Linked DNA regions of Gossypium hirsutum: regions 1, 2 and 4 are each linked to region 3. A link is a contact called in public Hi-C data. All regions are on one chromosome and are shown on one strand. Each heading gives the region's core, a stretch centred on a gene start, on an enhancer-like site or on the middle of the called end of the contact. The rest is flanking DNA. Distances are from core to core; before and after follow the strand shown.

Region 1 (2,700 bases), core at 36-2,535, 420 kb before region 3:
CCCGACTTGGCCATACTACTGATGAAACCTTTATGTAATTGTTAGTTAGTCTCACGAACGAACGGAATGCTATCTAAAAAAGAAAGAAGGAAGAGCTCCATCCCGAACTCACCCAATTCCCACGTCGAAGTGTAATCACGCTACCAATTTGGTTATTATTTACTGAAAAGTATATATATAGAGAAGCAATAATTTTCCGAATAATGGCGGGGGCATTTCAGTCATCCAGGAAATAAAAACAGAACAGTTAGATTGAGTTTCAACTAGACCTGTCCATGGGCCGGGTCGGGTTTGGGCTGGGCCCACAAAAAATTTTCAGCCCGTTTACTAGGCCCGGGCTCGGCCCGGCCCGAAAAAAATATGGGGCCCGAGCCCGGCCCGGCACGGCCTGTTTTTAATTAAAATTAAAATTATTTTTTTAATAAAATTAAAACTAATTGTTATTAAAATTAATTGTTAGTAAAATTATCAAATTTTTAGTTGTTAATTGTATTAATTGTTGTAATAAAATCTAACATTTGATTAGTAAATTTATCAAATTATTAATTGTATTAATTGTATTAATTGTTGTAACAAAATCTAACATTTGATTAGTAAAACAAACTTGATGTTTTATTATTATTATTTTGTAACACTAGTCAAGTAAATGAAAGTAAATAAACTTAAAATAAAAAACTATTATATTTTAAAAATAAAAAAATATATATTTAATATTTTTCGGGCCGGGCGGGCCCAGGCCAAAAAATCTTGCCCGAGGCCCGGCCTATTTTTTAAATGGGCCTAAAATTTTGCCCAAACCCATATTTCGGACCTATATTTTTACTCAAACCCTCCCATATTTCGGACGGATCGTCGGGCCGGGCCAGGCCACCCAGCCCATGGACAGGTCTAATATCAACGCTAGTCCATTATCACTGTCCTATCAAACGCTGTCCGTGGGTAACGTCTCTCTCTCTCTCTCTAACGCTCCAATAATTGTATTTTTAGAAACCAGGGAAAAAAACTAAACTGTTTTGAAACTAACATTAATAATGCTAAATTTAATAAAAAAAAATTATGTTAGAATAAAAGTATATCCCAAAGAAATTGATGATAGTGGTTAAAATGATACTGAACAATATAATTAATATTTATATATCAGTTAATTACTCAAAAAAATAATACATTTAATTTATTAAGAATTAAACGAGTAAATTCTTTTGTAGACATGAGTAATAATGAATATACTATGTTAATAGTGAGATAATTATTTTTTCAATTTCGTCCAGAAAATTCGAGTATACAAACAATTTTTAAGGGTAAAACTGTTTTCCTCTGTTGTTATTATAATGACAGTGGGGATTTTTCATTTTTGCTGATGAGGAAAAGAGATGAAGATGAAGATGACTCCCACCACCTACAACCTCCTAATTTTCTTTAGATTGCCTAGCTTTTATTTTTACCTACCTATTAATTCGGTTTCTTTCATAACCTCTTTCCCTTGTCTTTTTTAGTCATCCATGTCCTTTGAAATAAAAGAATTGAAAAAAAGGAATTTTACTCCTCTTATAGAAAATTTTGTTTCGTTTCGTTTTGTTTTCTCTCTCGTTGAGAAACAATAAAAGAATTGTTATCTGGGCTTGGCTTGGCTTGGCTTTTCCTTTTTCTTTCTTTTTATTTTTTCAAGCTTTGGCGCTTTTGAAAATAATTCGATTTTCAAAAGTACATTGTTTGTTTTGAATATATGAAAAAGGAACTTTGATAGCCATCCAAATTTGTGAGAGCATTTATCTCTGCCAGATCGTAATTCTTCCTCTTATCAACTTCTTTATATAAAACCCATTTGAAAGAATTTGTCTTTCTTCAATTTTCCAAGCTTGCAAGCTCCAAATAAATCAACCTTTTTTCATGGTTCAAAGTTCGTAGTTTTCTCTCGTTCCTGATACAGCCCTTATAACCCATTTCTCCTTTTCTCTTAATCTATCATCGAGAAAAAAGAACAAAAAAAAAGGGGGGGGAAATGTTTGGTCCCCAAAGCAAAATGGACATTGCCTTTGAATGGCAAGCGCAATTTCACATCTTAAGGCCAAGCATCCATGCGAGAAGAGCAAATATAATAGTGAAATTCCAAGACCTTTATGGGTTCACAGTAGAAGGCAATGTGGACGATGTTAATGTGTTGAATGAGGTAAGAGAAAAGGTGAGGCAACAAGGGCGTGTTTGGTGGGCACTCGAAGCAAGCAAAGGGGCCAATTGGTATTTGCAGCCGCAGATTTCGATATCGCAAGGGATTGGGTTGAAATCTTCGCTCAAATTGTCAGGTTTTGTTAATGCGATCACATTGAAGAAGCTTATTAGGAAAGGCATTCCCCCTGTGCTTAGGCCTAAGGTTTGGTTTTCGCTTTCGGGTGCCGCCAAGAAGAAGTCTACGGTGCCTGAAAGCTATTATAATGATTTGTTAAAGGCGGTAGAGGGTATGGACACGCCTGCAACACGTCAGATTGATCATGTAAGTCCTGCATTTTGGGTGTTTTTGCATTTGCTTCATTGATATTTGTTTCTTTTCCCCCTATTTTTACATGGATCTTTGTCAGGAGGTGATGTTTGTTTTGTTTCTTTTTTCTATAGGCTTGGTTAATTTTGCACTATGAATTTGGAATTGTAAAATTCATAATATCTTATGATCGACCTAAATGAGCGGATGGTTTCGTTTTTATAGGT
Region 2 (2,700 bases), core at 86-2,585, 370 kb before region 3:
CACTGTCTTTTGGTACAAAAACTGTAATCCCTTGATCAGTGTTGTTGGCTTGGTTTTGAAAGGTGTCAATCACTTTAGTGGACTCAAGGTAGTCAAGGAAAGTGTGAAATGGACCAGCCACTGAGAGTAAATAAGTGAGGTTTACATATGGCGGTGCCGGTGCTGGGGCTGGTGTTGGAGTTGGGCTCATTGCGACCGGAGCAGGAGGGCTCCTTGCTTGACCATAGGCCAACGAGGAGCACAAGAGCAATACAGAAAAACATATCGTAAAAATCTTGGAAAACTCCATTTCCCCCCAAAGTTTGATTTTGATTCAGTAGTGATCACTAAATTCCTGCAATAATCAATCGACCATTCAATCAAATACGTCATAGTTACGTTGCATCTAAACAGTATGAACATCAAACTATTAAAAATGTCCCTACGATAAGAATTCAGAAGCCCATTTCACATTTTAGATAAGAACATAAAACTAGTAACTGTAATTGGTAAAGAGAACCAAAATTTCCATTTCATTCAGGAATGGGACGTGATGAAAAAGCAGATCTTGACTAGCCTAACCCAAGAAAGCAAGAAATGAGAAAACTCCTTAACCGTAATAAGACAAAATGCTTAAAGCTTGATCAAACAATTTAATTATAGATGAGATCGAAAATAGCCATGAACTGCATTCACAAATATGATCCAATTTCTTGTTCTTGAGCTCCCTCAAGCAAAGTACAGCTTACCAAATACCCCAGGTAATCAAATTTTAGACCAAAACCCAGATCAAATCTAATTTTTAGTTTGCCTTACACCTTGACTATATAAATGGCTGGAAGCCTGGAATTCAACTCTGCTTCTGGAAGGATACTTCACACTAGACGTTTCTCAGGGCGAGCAAGTAACACGTTCAAGGAAAAAAAAGAACCCACAACCACAGTGTAAATATTCATTTTAACTTCAAAGAAAACGGATCAGTAGAACTCTCAAATAATGGAACTCTAACAAAAGCAGATCTCAATGAGTGCAGGCAAATGAAGGAAACTAACCTGACCCAGAGGAATTCAGAGCGAAAGTCAGTACCTTGGGTACCAATGTTGCAGATAGGAATAACCTGAGCTAGTCTATACAGAGATTGGCTTTTTTGCTTCTATAATGTATATCTGTATATACACACGACAACAAAGTGAGTCTGGGGTGGTACCAGCTATTATGCTTAAAGGGGATTAAAGGTTTAGGAAATTTGGAGTGCAAGAAACAAGGAATTAAGTAAATAAATACTGGAATATTAACTAATACCAATTTCTTGTTTTTAAAAGTTATATTAGTCAACTTTTTAACTTATGGACAAGAGAATTATATTTTGAGGTGCGAGAGCTTGCGTTTAAACTAAAGCAGCTGCATTCTCTGCCCCTAATTATTTAAAATCTTATATTATATGTGGACCTCAATTCAAATCAATTATACAATGTGGGCAAAAATTATGAATAATATTAACATAATATAAAAAAATTAAATTAATTTTCATCATAAGTGTCTAAGAAACTTATTTTCTAGAATATGCTTTTTAAGGATTACCCTGACATCTGCTAGTGTCAAGCTCCTTTGTTTACGTTCAACAATATGGATAGAATTTTATTGTTGAATCATTTGTTGACGATAAAAAGATAATACCATAAATTTGACATCCGCAGGTGTCAAGATGCCACTGACAATATTTCGGGATTTCTTTTAGGAATCTTGTATTTTGTGAATATGTTCTATATAAGATGTAAGGAAATTTAGTTATTGTGCATTGTTTCCGTTGTAGTAAGTTAGTATTAATGTTATTGGATTCATTGTTATTAAGAATTGTTGAGATTGTTATTTTTTTTTTGTAAAATTAAAAATGTAATATTTAGCGGCCTCAAGATGTTAGATCGATTCTTTACACAAATCTATTTCAATGGAGACATGTATTTGACTAATAGAGTCATATTCCAATTGGACACGATGTTTAGCATGACCATTAATAGTGATGCTTCCTTGGATAGCATAAAGAGGAGGATCCTAAGGAAAATCAAAGTTGGAAGTGCTAAGTGCATACCCAATAAGAATTATAAGTTTTTTAGGTTCAACTCGGGATGGTGATGTTTGGACATTGAGAAGGCAGGGGTGTTTTTCTAGAGTTGTTAGTGGAGGTGTAAGAAATTTTCGATATTTGGTGCAGGATTTCAAGCATCACCACTTTTCAAAGGTAACTAAGTTATTTTCTTGAAATTTATATAGAATTTGATTCATGGGAGCTTGATCTAGTTAGCCCATGTGTTAATTTGTTCACTTAGTTAATGCGTAACAAGTTGCGATTATAGTGAAATTGATGATTTTGAGCTTGATTTGAAGATAATGAAACAAGGTAAGCTTACTTAAAACTTAGTAAGTTAGAATAATTTAAACACAACATACCTGCCATTTAAAATCTTACTAATTGAAATTAACATATGAACTTAGTATTTACTTGTTCTTGATCGTGACTTTGTTGAGTTGGAAATGATCAATACATAATCGCATAGATCCATCCTTTTTCTTAACAAATAGAACTGGTGCACCCCAAGGTGAGAAACTGGGTCGAGCAAAACCCCTATCTGTCAACTCTTCCAACTGTGCTTTCAACTCTTTCAACTTTGTAGGTGCCATTTTGTAAGGGGCTATTGATATCGAAGATGTTCTCGGTACTAA
Region 3 (2,700 bases), core at 48-2,547:
TATTGCAACAATGGTTTTGCATAATTACATTCGAAGACATGCTTCGTCAAATGATGAGGATTTTCGAGAATTTGAGAATATACCCGACATGTCAGTCTTTTCAAGCCAGTTTGACAGAGGTGAATCGAGTTCTTCTAATAGAGAAAGTGACCTTGAAATCACAATGTTAAGGGAAACCATTGTAACTAGTTTAATGAATCCATATTTGTAAAAATATTTTGTATCATAACCTAATTTCTAGTAATAATGAAACTTGTTATGTCTTATGTTACTATTTTTTTATTAAAATTTATCCGTTTAGATACTTTAAAATTTGATCTAAGTATAATGTTACTATTTGTAAAAATAATATTTAACATTGTTATAAAAAAATATTTAACTATAAAAAATTAAAAATAATTATCATTTTATCTAATAAATAATTTAAATTAATTATATAATTATATAATTCATTAAAATATTGAAAGATATATTTTAATATTTTATTAAATGAATTTATAAATTCACATATTTTAATAATTTTAACAAATTTAAATAATTTAAAAAACTTCTATTATATATCAATTCTAATATGATGTCCTTAATAGTCATTTTTATTCTCACCTCGCCGCTACAACTGCGTTTGAATCCAAACACACACACCACCACTGTTTTTAATGTCATCGCTACAGTATCCAATCTCACCGCTATAGTAACTAATCTCACCACCACCGTTGTTTTTAACCTCACCGGAGGCAAACACACCGCCCATCCAAACTAGCCCTAAGTTAGACTTTAATATAGATAGTAAAGTAAGGGTACGATACGCGTGTATGGCAGTTTATGTAAACCTCGGTAAGCCTTTGATCTCAAAAGTACTAATCAATGGAAATCTTCAAAGAGTTGAGTACGAAAGCCTACTGGTGATGTGCTTCTTTTGTGGACGTTATGGGTACAACAATGAGTCTTGTCCTCATACTTCACTCCCTTCTGGCTTATCAAAGGTAATGGACCCAATGACCGGAATTAATCAAAAAATACGGTGGCTGGAGAAGGGGATTTTGGCCCTTGGATGTTGGAAGAGAGAAGATCTAGATGCACTCTTCAGGAATATGACAAAATTGGAAAGTCCAGACTAGAAGAAAAAACTATGGGATCATGATTTCAATCTTTGGCTAGTCTAGAGGCTAAAATCACAGAAGAAAGTATTGAAAAGGAATCTACACCAATTTTAAAAAGGCATGGGAAAGGGATTTTGACTGAAAATTTTGAAAACCCTTCAACAAGACAATTTCATGTTGTTGTAGGTGAAAGCAAAGAATACACGAAACAGAGGGTGGGGGATATTAATTTTGGATAGGTTAGGAAGCCCAAATACAAAAATCAGTTAAAGCACCAAAAGAATTCTGGGTGCATTGCTGGACTGGACCATTCGGTTAACCTATTAGCAAAGCCTGTCACGGGAAAGGGCTACGACATTGGGCCATTTAGTGTTTCGAGTATCAAAGATTTAATTGGCATGAATTCATCAAACCCCACAGGAGGAGACTGCGTGTCTTTGGACAATGTTGCGAAGGCCCACCAGCCATCTATTTCAGGTGGCATGGATCCCACAGAAGAAGACTGTGTGTCTTTAGACAACGTTGTGAAGGCCTACCAACCATTTGTTTCAGGTAAACTCGTTCCCTTGTCTTCTTCTTCAATTGTTTTAGCTGATTTTTATACAGGTGGTGTGGACATGGCTCTCTCAAAATCAAATCAATTTAAAAAAGAGCATTCACTGCATTTCAACCCAATGAGGGTATTTTGGATGCCAATAATCATACCGCCGTAATCTTTAAGGACAACACCCAACATAATTTTTCTAGGAAGACGGTTGGGAGCAGTTCAACTACTTCTAGAAATCAATTGCCTTTAAGTAAATTTAAGGAGAGCGAAGTCAAAACTCTCAGTTCAAAAGGAGGGTGGAAAATAAATAAAATCTAAAGGGCTTGGGTAACCGATTCAAGGCTTCTGGTAGTTCTTGTGTTTCTTTCGCTAAATCGATGAAGACAACAGCGGAACTCATCTCATCAGATTTAAGCGGGCAATCTACTATGGATATGTCAATGAAAGAGGGGGAGAAGCCAGATATTGTTGCCTCTGGTCGATAGTAAGATAAGTTTTTTTTCTTTTCTTTTTAATATGGATTTATCTATTTTATCTTGGAATGTACAAGGGTGTACGAATGTAAAATTCCCGCAAGTACTTTGTGAGTACCGTAAACAATATCAATCGGACATAGTCAGTCTTCTTGAGCCAAAAGTTAGTAGGGTTAAAGCCAACGCTATCATTGCTAGTTTGAATTTGGCAAAATCTCATCGAGTGGAAGCGATTGGCTTTTCGAGTGGTATTTGGTTAGGATTGAGAGAATCTATCGATTTGAAAGTGATTAAAAATCATCCTCAATTCATCCTAGTTCACATTTGCTCCATTATCCAACCACATTTGATCTTTATTGCTTTTGTGTATGGAAGTCTCGATGGACAAAAAAAGAAATTTATTTGGAGGGATCTGAGTCTGTTTATCCCGCTTAGACATTCTACATGGTTAGCCATTGGAGATTTTAACGCCATTCTCTCTTCGAATGATAAAAAAGGCGGTCATGTGAGAGGACAAAAATGTTCTTTTCTTTTTTTGGTGATTTTATAGATAAAGGCAAACTCTATGACAGGGGATTTA
Region 4 (2,700 bases), core at 13-2,512, 350 kb before region 3:
ATTTTGTTTCAAACATTTCGGCATATAAGCTCCAATGCTGAACTCTTTTATCCAAGACTCCTTCACATTATAATCCTTCATAACCCATATCTCCAATTTCCCATAATTCCCATAAACAGCTGCTGCAAGAAAACCTCTTAAAACACACAAATGGAAGTTACACCTGTTTAGGCCACCGCAATCAGGTTTCGGGACCTCCCGGAATTGTTCGTCCTCTAAGTCAAATGACATAAGGCGGCGAGCTGGGTAATATCTCCGGGGCCTACTCACCCAATGAAGCCTTCCGTTAACCAAAGCCTCAGAGGGTCGCCTTATGAGCTGGTACGCTACTTTCCCTAGACTCCTCCATGCAGAGGTTCCAAGGGTGAATACCTGAACATCTGATTGAGGATAAACCACTCTTCGGGCACGGCTGTAGCTACTACTACTAGTGTTCCTATAATAAACTATCTTAACTACCTTGTATTGCTTCGTTTTCTGATGGAATCCGAACCCGAACACTACTTCCTGATCTGAATATTGTCTAGACTTTGGCAGCTCCATGAAATCCATGGTGAAAGGGTTGTAAACATAAAGTGCCTCGTTGTATAATGAATCAGACAAGCATAATAAACCATTGCATGTTCCAACTACATCGAATTCAGGCAACGATGTCTGGAAAGGCACATATAATCTTTTTACCTTGTCCTTATCGTGATTGTGAACCGATAAATCAACGAAATAGAGCTGGTTTCGGATGGGAAAATCGCAGTGAAGGATGAGGCATGGATTAGTGGTCGGAGCTTTCCAGGAAAGTTGCATATCAGCAAGGAGAGGATCTTGAGCTAAAGCACGCCATCCTTTGCATACGAACTTGAATTGCACCAAAGATGTTATCGGCAACCTTGACAGTATGTCGACGATGATTTCATGGGGAAGGGTTTCCATCTCAGTTGTCGTCTGCTGTCCAACACCACGATCATCTTCAAGCATGGTTTTCCTTCTTTTTGCAACCCTCTCATCGTCTAAATCCATAGTTAGTAAGAGATTCACAACACACATGGGTTGCAAAATAGTGGGTTTTTAGGGAGATGATCAAAATGGAAGGTTGAAGATAAACATGGTAGACTTTTTATAAGATCAAACGAATAATAATATAAAAATAAAAATAAATAAAAAGGAGAGAGAGAGAGACGGCAACCACAAGGAAATTGAATAGTGTTTGTATGGAAACTATCATTGAATATAGGCTCTCCCTAGCCTTATTGAAAGGTTTGATTTTTTATTTTTTCTTCCTTTGATTAATGGGACAAAGTTATAAAGAAATTGATGGACATAACAATCTGCACCGTCCAATTAAGCATATAGATTGCTGAAATATGAATGTAGAAAAAGCAAAGTTTATGAATAAATTCCATGGCTATGCAAAGATGGCCCTACTGATAGTGACCTTGCAACATTCAATCTTCAATAATCAGATCAAAATATTAGACAAAAACCAAAACTTTTTATATATATATATTCGATTTTTTGGATTGGGTTTAGTTTAGTTGATGATAAAATAATATTAAATATGGTATTCAACTGGTGTAAAATTTGAATGTAGTAATCCTTTCTTTTATTTTGAACTACTACCTTTTAGGTATATACATATAATATATAAATAAACTTATTTAATTATAAATCTCCAAAAACAAATACAAAATAAGAGACCGAAGACGATAAATTCAAGGTAAAAAATAAACAAAGATATAAAACCAAAAAACAAAATGGCTTGATTTTATGGAACGTGAGAAATAAAAACCAAGAAATTTTGGTGCAAGTAAACCAATAGAGAAACGAGCCTGTAAAGTTCCCATAACTTTCTACTTTATTTTGTGTTTTTGTTATGAAGTCTAGAAAGAGAGAAAAAAAAGCTGAAAGCACTAAATTAATGGAAAAAGAAAAAAAAGAGTTGGATTCTAGAGTTTGAAACATGTTGGGGAATTAGCTTCTTCAAATATTACATTAGGTATATATATATTGTAAAATTGATTTGAATGAGTTTTTTTTTTTAACATGTTCTAGGAGTAAACAAGTTGCGTAAAGAAAGCTATGCTAATAAGGAAAGAAGAAAATACAATAACATTTAGGGGTGAGCATTCGATCGAATCGAATCGAATCGAAAATTTTCGAGTTAATCGAGTTTTCGAATCTCATTTTATCATCCTAACTTTATTTGAAGTTTTCTCGAATCGAGTCGAGTGAGATGGAATTCGAATCGAATCGGATCCGAATCGAATCGAATATATTTGTTCGAGTTAAATTTTAAAAAATAATTTTGGGTCCTTGTAACCATTGTCACCCATTGTAATAAAATTTGTCCACCTTAATCAAAATTTTTATTAACTTTCATCACTTCATAATTTATTTATTAATTTTTTATATATTGGTTAGCTTCTTTGATTGCTTAGTTGTTTCAATTATCTTCAGATTCTTGTCACTATGTATTTTAGAATTAAAAATATATTAAATGTAAAAATATGATTTTTTTAATAAAAGTTATTTTAAAAATAAAATGTGAAATTGATACCAATATAAAATTTTAACACGAATATTTTATGGCATAATTAATAATTCAATTTCAATTTTAATAAAATTCAATTTTATGACTAAACAATTCAATAATATAAATAATATAAAACGTGAAATTTAATTTAATAATATAAATAGTAGATATAA

Evidence for each region. A called contact is a pair of places that touch in the nucleus more often than the background predicts.
Region 1: a contact with region 3 is called in a Hi-C map of leaf, with 1.8 times the contacts expected there. The contact joins the promoter of LOC107954703 here to the promoter of LOC107954667 in region 3. A contact is called at or near these places in 2 of 34 Hi-C or Micro-C datasets (both in leaf).
Region 2: a Hi-C map of leaf shows a contact between it and region 3, with 2.6 times the contacts expected there. The contact joins the promoter of LOC107954702 here to the promoter of LOC107954667 in region 3. A contact is called at or near these places in 2 of 34 Hi-C or Micro-C datasets (both in leaf).
Region 4: a Hi-C map of leaf shows a contact between it and region 3, with 1.8 times the contacts expected there. The contact joins the promoter of LOC107954701 here to the promoter of LOC107954667 in region 3. A contact is called at or near these places in 2 of 34 Hi-C or Micro-C datasets (callus and leaf).

The regions. Positions count from the first base shown.
Region 1 is chrD07:36,807,591-36,810,290 of Gossypium_hirsutum_v2.1, reverse strand. It overlaps LOC107954703 (TBC1 domain family member 2B), which reads left to right and starts at 1,285. Exons shown (of 7, transcript XM_016890339.2): 1 at 1,285-2,488. The coding sequence starts at 2,000.
Region 2 is chrD07:36,762,640-36,765,339 of Gossypium_hirsutum_v2.1, reverse strand. It overlaps LOC107954702 (fasciclin-like arabinogalactan protein 7), which reads right to left and starts at 1,335. Exons shown (of 2, transcript XM_016890337.2): 1 at 1,032-1,335; 2 at 1-334. The coding sequence starts at 289.
Region 3 is chrD07:36,391,134-36,393,833 of Gossypium_hirsutum_v2.1, reverse strand. It overlaps LOC107954667 (GTP-binding protein SAR1), which reads right to left and starts at 1,297. Exons shown (of 6, transcript XM_041096591.1): 1 at 831-1,297. LOC107954669 (a long non-coding RNA gene) reads left to right here and starts at 1,292. Exons shown (of 2, transcript XR_005915658.1): 1 at 1,292-1,652.
Region 4 is chrD07:36,739,469-36,742,168 of Gossypium_hirsutum_v2.1, reverse strand. LOC107954701 (F-box protein At3g07870) reads right to left here and starts at 1,262. Exons shown (of 1, transcript XM_016890336.2): 1 at 1-1,262. The coding sequence starts at 1,041.